Linked DNA regions of Mus musculus: region 2 is linked to region 1. The links are chromatin contacts, called in public Hi-C maps. All regions are on one chromosome and are shown on one strand. The core of a region is the stretch at or near the end of the contact, and the rest is flanking DNA. Distances in the headings are between cores, read along the strand shown. Region 1 holds the start of Clec3b (C-type lectin domain family 3, member b). Region 2 overlaps Limd1 (LIM domains containing 1).

Evidence for each region. Hi-C and Micro-C count contacts between places; a contact is called where the count stands out from the background.
Region 2: a contact with region 1 is called in a Hi-C map of cortical neurons, with 3 times the contacts expected there. The contact joins the enhancer-like site here to the promoter of Clec3b in region 1. A contact is called at or near these places in 14 of 39 promoter capture datasets (the 3T3-L1 cell line, cranial neural crest, embryonic stem cells and 7 more), 26 of 484 Hi-C or Micro-C datasets (the AML12 cell line, the AtT-20 cell line, the C2C12 cell line and 16 more), 7 of 115 datasets of contacts at active chromatin or transcription factors (effector CD8 T cells, embryonic basal ganglia, embryonic hindbrain and 2 more) and 2 of 9 other capture datasets (adipose tissue and embryonic stem cells).

Annotation. Positions count from the first base shown.
Region 1 is chr9:123,149,214-123,153,304 of GRCm38.p6, forward strand. Clec3b (C-type lectin domain family 3, member b) reads left to right here and starts at 1,733. Exons shown (of 3, transcript NM_011606.2): 1 at 1,733-1,939. The coding sequence starts at 1,831.
Region 2 is chr9:123,507,075-123,510,883 of GRCm38.p6, forward strand. It overlaps Limd1 (LIM domains containing 1), which reads left to right. Exons shown (of 8, transcript NM_013860.2): 3 at 3,434-3,501. Among named protein-coding and RNA genes, the nearest start is that of n-TRacg2, 21 kb to the right of the region's middle. Within about 2 kb of position 2,192, at least 115 of the 459 cell types and tissues checked have an H3K27ac peak or open chromatin away from gene starts, as enhancers often do. A contact at or near this core is called in the G1E-ER4 cell line, adipose tissue, cortical neurons and 4 more, where this site is marked.

The DNA.
Region 1 (4,091 bases), core at 483-2,982:
CCAACTACTCTACAAAGGACCTTATTTCCAAAAGCCATTTTTGACTAAGTGGTCCATCTGAGCCACCTTGCTGCCTAAAGGTGAAGACGTGGTCATACATTGTAGCATCCCCACTGGAACTGGGACAGGACGTAGCTCTGCCCTGTGTGCCTTACATCCCATCAATTGTATCCAAGGGTCCTTTCCAGAATTATATGTGGAGCTATATTATGTGTTCATCTCCTCCAGCCTGGTGCTGATGGTAGTGTGAGAGCTCCCATTCTGCAGAATCTCCAACACTGGTGAGTTCACACCTTAGGAACTCCTTCAGGCTGGCTGTTCCCACTGATGGGTCCTAAGCATTCTTAAGTATGCTTGATTCCTGGCAGTGAGACACATTTGGTGTCCCGTCCAGCAGGACTTAGTTATTCCATGGGTCGAGAAGGACCAGGGCCTGAAAGACGAAATGAGCGGAGAAAGGGAAGCAAGACCAAGCAAAGAGTTGTCAAGGTCTGTTTAATGAAGGCTAGGAGCCTGATTATAAGCACACAGTGAGAGAAAATAGGAAGGGGCATAATAAAATACAGAGAAAGGGATGGACATCTGGGGCGGATGCTGATTACAGGCTTCTTGCAGCTTATCTTGGAATGTCAGCCCTAAAACAGTCCTGGGCACCAAACGGAGACATGGAGGAGAAGGTGAAGCTGCCTTAATCTAAGCAGTTCTAGGTGCCAAGTGAAGGAGGGAGTGAAGCTGGCAGTCTCAGGTGCCAGGTGGAGGCAATGAAGGAGGGGGTGACATAATTCCCTTCAAAGGGTCAGTGGATCTTTAGGGTGAGAGTTACTGGCGGGACTTAGTTTCCCACAGTTTGGTCTCTCACAATTTGGGTTCATTTCCTGCCCCAGCCTTGGACCCAGCATCTCTCTGCCATGCTCTGAATCCTTGAGTAGAATGTTGCATTCTGTACTTACATGCCAGGAGGACTCAAGGCTTTGGATGGCTTGTAGCAGTAAGATCCTTTCAGGGACAGCTGGGAGTCAGATGTTTCTGCATTCTTATGTTGACTACACATATGGATTTCTCTGGATATGTTCACATTCACAGGGGCCCACCGATAACCCTGCTTTTAAGCCCACTGTTTTACTAGGGTCTGCTTATGCCATCGGTGTTCCTGTGGTCTTGGCCATCACTCCCCTGCTTACAGGGTTCCTCCTTCCCATGCTTGGAATCCAGCACTGTTGCAGGACCTCCACTTTCCTGGCTATGCCTCCCTCTGTCCTGCAGAGCTTTGATACCCCTCACTGCACATCCAGGAGACATCACCCTGGTTCCCTCTCTGGCACCTCTGCTCTAAGGCCTTTTGGGTCCCTTCTCTGCTCTGGTCCCCTCTTTTGCTCTGTCTCTCTTATGGCTTCAGGACAGATTTTTGAGGGAAAAAATGTGAGGAAGGACCCCCAGTTCCCTCAACAAAATGGGAAAGGGCAATTCTGTGGGTGCAGAGACTCATTAAGCCAATGTTAGGCCCAATCTGGCTCCTGCGAGAGATGATCACTGGATGGATTGAACAATGACAGCTTTTGGCTATCTGTCAGAATCCTTTGAAATGCTGACTTTCTCGGAGCCTGGCCAGGCTGCTGGGTGTTTGTCCACAGCAGTGTAGCTATGGCTCCCAAGCCTTTCTCCTTTGGCAGGCTTGCTTCACTTTTTTTTTCTCTCTCTCTTTCTTTTTTACATGTCTTCAGCCAAGTTTTGGGAGGGTTTCCCAGGCTGAGGTCCTTGTGTCCACAGCCTTAAGACGTGTAGCCCAGGCTGCAGTGGCCACTGCTTTCTGACCCAGGCAGCAGCAGCAGTATGGGATTTTGGGGCACCTACCTGCTCTTCTGCCTCTTCTCCTTCCTGTCCCAGGTCATTGCAGAGTCACCCACTCCCAAGGCCAAGAAGGCTGCAAATGCCAAGAAAGGTAAGAAGGGGGCAGCTGTCCCTCCCAATGCCCTAGGAGCAGCTTTTTCCTTTATCTTCTGGGGAGCAGTCACAGTCTGGGGGCAGCTACCCTCCTGGTTACCTCATGATCCTCCCTCCATATCTGATGTTGGTGAGTCCTTCTGGGACCTTTGGTGAGAGACCCCTGGAGCTTGGGGATTTCTCATAGCAAGGATGGCTGTCAGAGATTCGAGTCCCTGACTCTTAGAACAGAGAATAATCTTACTAGGTTTTGTAAACTAACATCTGCTCCTCCTCTGGCACCCAACACGTTAGAGAAATCAAACCTCCGGCTTGGAGATGGACAGTTCCCAACAGGGAGCACCAGACTGGGTTTCCTCAACTGTGAGCCCAGGAGGGTGGAATTTGCTCAAAGACTTGCAGACAACATTTAATAATATATTTAAAGTCCTCCAGAGACAAACTCAGAGGGGGAATGGGGGGAGATGGACTTTTACTTCCATGGGGTGTCAGCCTTGTTCCCTCAGATGAGCTCAGAGCATCTCTGCTCTCCTCTGAAAAGTTGAGGCTGCAAGACCTACCTCCATAGTCCTGTCAGCAGTGAGGTCATCCTGGGATGGGTGGGGAACGTTCTGGTAATGACTGAGGCTGTCACCCTACAGGACTTTGGAGGATGGCAGGAAGAGTCAGAGAGATGGGGCCCTAGAACCCAGCCAAAGAGAGGGGAGGGTGTGAAGAAATTTACAGGCCCTCTGAGCCTCCACAGTGAACTATACAAATCAGCATCTTGGAACACAAGGCTACAGCAAAGAGCAGGCAGAATCCAGCGGTAGGGTGCTTGCTTGCCCAGTGGCTGCAAGAAACTGAGTTTGATTCAGAATTTACATAAAATCCAGAGTGAAGGGAAACACTTTAACCACAGCACTCTGGAAGTGGAGGCAGGAGAATTATAATTTAAGGTTATCTTCAACTGTATAGCAAATTTGAGACCAACCAAGGCTACAGAACCCATCTCAAAAAAAAAAAAAAAAAAGTAACAAAACAAAACTCCAGCATTAGAGTTAAGCCGCTTCCTTCCTGCTGTGCTCTAATGTGCAAGCTGCCTATAGTGTGACTTCCTGGTTCTGTCTTCAGAACTTTAAACAAACAAACGAACAAGATAAAGCGCTGGGTGTGGTGGTGGACACCTTTAAACTCAGGACTCTGGAGGCAGGCAGGTGGATATCTGTGAGTTTGAGTCCAGCCTAGGGGTTCCAGGCCAGGCAAGGCTGTACAGGGAGACTCTGTCTTAAAAATAGGCAAAACCAAAATACTGAAGACTGAGTTTACAATGTGAATAAAATTCAAAACAGAATGGATACTATATTATCAGCCCCTCGACAAAGGGATTTATCATAGCCATACAAGTTTGGAGATGAATCCTGATAGCCTGAACAACTAACATATATCAGTGATTATTTAGAAAATTTGAATGGACTGACTAAAAGTAAATGTCTGTTGTGTGTGTGGAGAACTATTCCAGAAAGATCCCAAATGTAACAGAGATGACTTCTGCAGGGAACAGTCTGGATTGGAAAAGAGATTTTAAGGGTTGTTTTGATTTCTTTCTTTCTTTCTTTTTTTTTTTTTAATTTTTTAATTTTTTTATTTTTCGAGACAGGATTTCTCTGTGTAGCCCTGGCTGTCCTGGACTCACTCTGTAGACCAGGCTGGCCTCAAACTCAGAAATTTGCCTGCCTCTGCCTCCCAAGTGCTGGGATTAAAAGTGTGCGCCACTTTGCCAGGCTGTTTTGATTTCTTAAGTCAGATGAATATAATTGTCTACAAAAATGCTCATTTTAAAATAGGAGGGCTGAATACCCTGTATGGTTCATTGCCAGCATTGCCACCAGGGCATGCCATGTGAGGGATACTCGTCCAAAGCAAACAATTTCTGAATGTGAAAAATGATTGCCAGTTTCTCGGGTTCTCATCAGTCTTGTAGATCATGTCATGTGTGGAAGGGGAGGATCATAGCAGGGGTCAGTCTTCCGTAATGGCCACACTCATGCACTGGTCCCAGATGGCTCCCATGGAACCCTGAAGCTGAGGCTCAGAGTGACCTGGTTGCTGGCTCCAGCCCTATCTGCTCTGCTCTTGTCCTCTGGGTGTGACTTTCCCCACACTTGATG
Region 2 (3,809 bases), core at 942-3,441, 360 kb after region 1:
GATTTCTTAACTGCTGAGTATAAATAGAATCACTTTCAATAAGAAGGCTATGAGCTGAGGCAGGATTAGAAGGTGGAACATCTGGTAGAGAAACAGAGACAGAGAAAGAGACAGAGACAGAGAGACAGAGAGAGACAGGAATTCTGGGAAAGATTCATATCAAACTCTGGAAAAGATGGTCACATAAACCTGAGAAGAGGTAACCAGCCATGTGGCATTCACAGAGTAGAATAATAAACAGGATAAATAAGTTATAGGCTAGTTGAGGACTAAGCCCTACCTTTTGACTTGGGCAGTTATTCATAATAATTCAGCCTTATTTCTGGGAACAAAGTGGCTGGGTGGGAACCCCATGGTTACAGCGGTGCCATCTCCACAGCTTCTCTATTCCTAGAAAAGCAAAGCATTGGTTTCTAGCTCTGGGTCTTTATCACTTCCTAGACCAGACTCCTGGGAGCAGAGCTGGTGTTTTTTACACATGAAATGAAGTCCTGTTTCCTGGTGGCACCCTTGCTCCCTCTAGTGCTCTGCCTTCAACCACAGCCCCTAGGATTTTTGGTTCTATCTCTAACTGGTTCATCATCCTCTGGGAAGTCTGAAGACAAATCAGGGAAATGTGGGTGCTCCATAGAGATTGGACCAAAACTCAGTGATAGGTATGTGACTTGATAGAAGGACGGATGTCAAATTCTAGACATGTTTAATTAATGTTTAGTTAATGATGTAGATAGACCCAGCACTTTAGCTTTGGTCAATGTATACCGTTGAATATTAATCTAGTTTACCAGCTCTTCTATCGCCAGGGCATTGAAGATGCTTCTGTTTTATCTGTAGACCACGCAGTGCTTTTGCACATGGATAGTAGTAGCTGTGGCTCCTCACAGATGACTCCTAAGGTGGCTACTTCTTTGGCACTCCTCCAGTGGTCACCTGATTTAGTAAAGTTTCTTTTGTTGCTAGGTATGTTGATCCACTCCTTTAGTCCCAGCACCTCAGGAAGCAGAGGCTGGACAATCTCTGTGAGCTGGAGACTAACCTTGTCTATAAATTAAGTTTCAGGCTAGCCAGGGCTACATGGAGTGACCTGTCTTGGAACATTTTTTTTTCCTTTTTTTTTTTTTTTTGTTGTAATTTTGTGGGCTTTTTGTTTGTTTGTTTTTGTTTTTAAAGATTTTGCTGGGTAGCTCAGGCTAAATTTGAACAAACTACTGATCCTTCTGCCTCTGCCTCCTGTGTTAAATATTTTTAATCCCAATCTGGGGTTTCTACCTCTCCTTTTGACCATTTAGTTTCCTGATAAAAGATACACACCACCTTTGTATTTATAATAATCAGCATAAGAACCAGGCAGATATCTATCCTCTATGCTGTTATGTCTATTTCCCCGCTAACAATCCCAATATATCATTTGCCATGTTTCATCTGGGCTGCTCTTAACTCCAATTAGCCAGCCCACATGGCTGTTATTTTAAAATTCTTACCCCAAGGCCTCTTCTCCTCCCCGCCCCCCCTTCTCATACCCCAAGCCTTGAAACCCAAAACCCAAAACCCTGCCTATCTCTCTTCTGCCCAGCTATTGGCTGTATTTATTCAGCAATCAGGGATAACTTGCGGAGGGGGGGGGGGGAGGTTACATAGTATCAATTGGCAACCATGACTTGGGGGTCAGTATTTAGCATTAAAATATAAGCAAAAAAACCAAACCCCAATATCCTGAGTGCTGGAATCACAAGTATTGTTTCGCCATACCCAACCAAATTTACTACTTTGCCAATTTGTGAGATGCAGATAGGATTTTATTGTGGTTCTAATTTACATTCCCTTGATTGCAGGAGAATTGACATCTCTTATCTGATAGATATTAGGTTGCTATTAGTAACAACATTATTGTGAAGATGATGTAACAGACTTCTTCAGCTTCTCCTTTGAACTCGTAATCCTCCTCCTCCTCTTCCTCCTCTTCCTCCTCCTCTTCTTTCCTTAGCCTTTTAAGTGCTGGGATGACAGGCCTTGTGACATTGGTGAGTTTACTGTCAGGTTAGGTCCTTGGCCCCAGGATCTTGACTTCATCCAATGCCAAGAATTCATTAGGCTTTTGGGACTTCCAGGGGACTATGGGTTGTGTGCAGTTGGGTACCAGAAGTACGTGGAGTCCTCAGCACTGTAGAGCCTCATCTGCATGTCCAATGGAAGTGCTGTGTTTGAACTTGCATAAGCATATGTCCTGAATCTTCACACATTTGTGACAAAAGATGTTGATTAAGGATGATTTTCTTTTCTCTCTTTTCTTTTTTCCCTTTCCCTTTTCCCCTCTTTTCCCTTTTCCCTTTTTTCCCTTTTTCCCTTTTCCCCTTCTTTTTCCCTTTTCCCCCTTTTTTCTTTTTCCCTTTTTCCCCTTTTCCCTTTTTCCCTTTTTTCCTTTTTTCCCTTTCCCCTTTCCCTTTCCCTTTTTCTCCCTTTCCCTTTCCCTTTCTCCCTTTCCCTTTTCCCTTTCCCTCTTTCCCTTTTTTCCCTTTTTCCCTTTTTCCCTTTTTCCCTTTTTCTTCTCCTCTCCTCTCCTCTCCTCTCCTCTCCTCTCCTCTCCTCTCCTCTCCTCTCCTCTCCTCTCCTTTCTCTCTCTCTCTTTCTCTCTTTCTCTCTTTCTTTGTGTGTTTGAGATAGGTTTTCTCTGGGTAACAGCCTTGGCTATCCTGGAACTTGCTTTGTGACCAAGCTGACCTCAAGTTCACAGAGATCTATCTGCCCCTGCCTACTGAGTGCTGGGCCTAACATCATCTTCCGCCACACTGTGGATGTTTTTCTAATCAGTGTTTCACCCTTATAGAATCAGAAGTCTAATCTAAGGGTTCATGGTTTGAAGTCCCATAGTCCAGACCACATCATTTACATCAAAAGAAAAAACAGCTCATCCTTCCCTTGTGGCTTTCTGTAGTTACTGTTTTATAGCATTCTGGTAGGTTGTCATGGTAACGACTATCCTTAGTGCCACAGGAGAGACTACTGTCAGAGCCCTGCGCGGGTGTGTGCCTCCTCTAGCCTGTCACAGAGGTTTACAGACATTTTTGTAAGCAGCAAGGAAGTCCTGGAAGGATATGTATGGTGAATCTCAGGTTAGCTTCAAGTCTCTCTGTTAAACAGCACCAGCCAGGGGACCTTCTTCCTGGACTTGATCTGTTTTCTTGCTAACAGCTACACTGTCCCCGACTATGTAGCCTAGGCTGGGCTCTAACTTGTGGTGATCCTCTTGGCTTTGGCTTCAAATGCTAGGATTATAGGTGTCCAGCACCACACCCGTGTAATATCATCCTTCAGTAATATCATTCACAGTTGGCTTTTCCTATGTGTGGTTACAGTTAGGGCCTCTTTCGTTAAAGCTATCGTGTTAAATATTAACCTTTTTCCTTTTACCCCCACCTTCCTGTTTTTACTTCAGGCAGGAAGTTAAGAGGAAAGGCCTTCTATTTTGTCAATGGCAAAGTATTCTGTGAGGAAGACTTTTTGGTGAGTATTATTACACAGACTCTGTGGGATGAGGGTGGCTTAGGGCAGGAGCCTGAGAGGTCCAGATGGCAGGAGATTGATTCTCTGTGCTCCTGGTACCAACAGCAGAAGACTATTCCCTCATCATGCGTGCCCGAGTCATCTGAGCCCTGAAGCAGAAGACAAACCATAGGCTTTATTCATGCATGCATGTGTCTCTCTCCCAGCCCGTGTGTGTGTGTGTGTGTGTGTGTGTCAGTGCTCATGTGTGTGTCAGTACACGTGTGTACAGGCACGTACACACACACACACACACACACACACACACA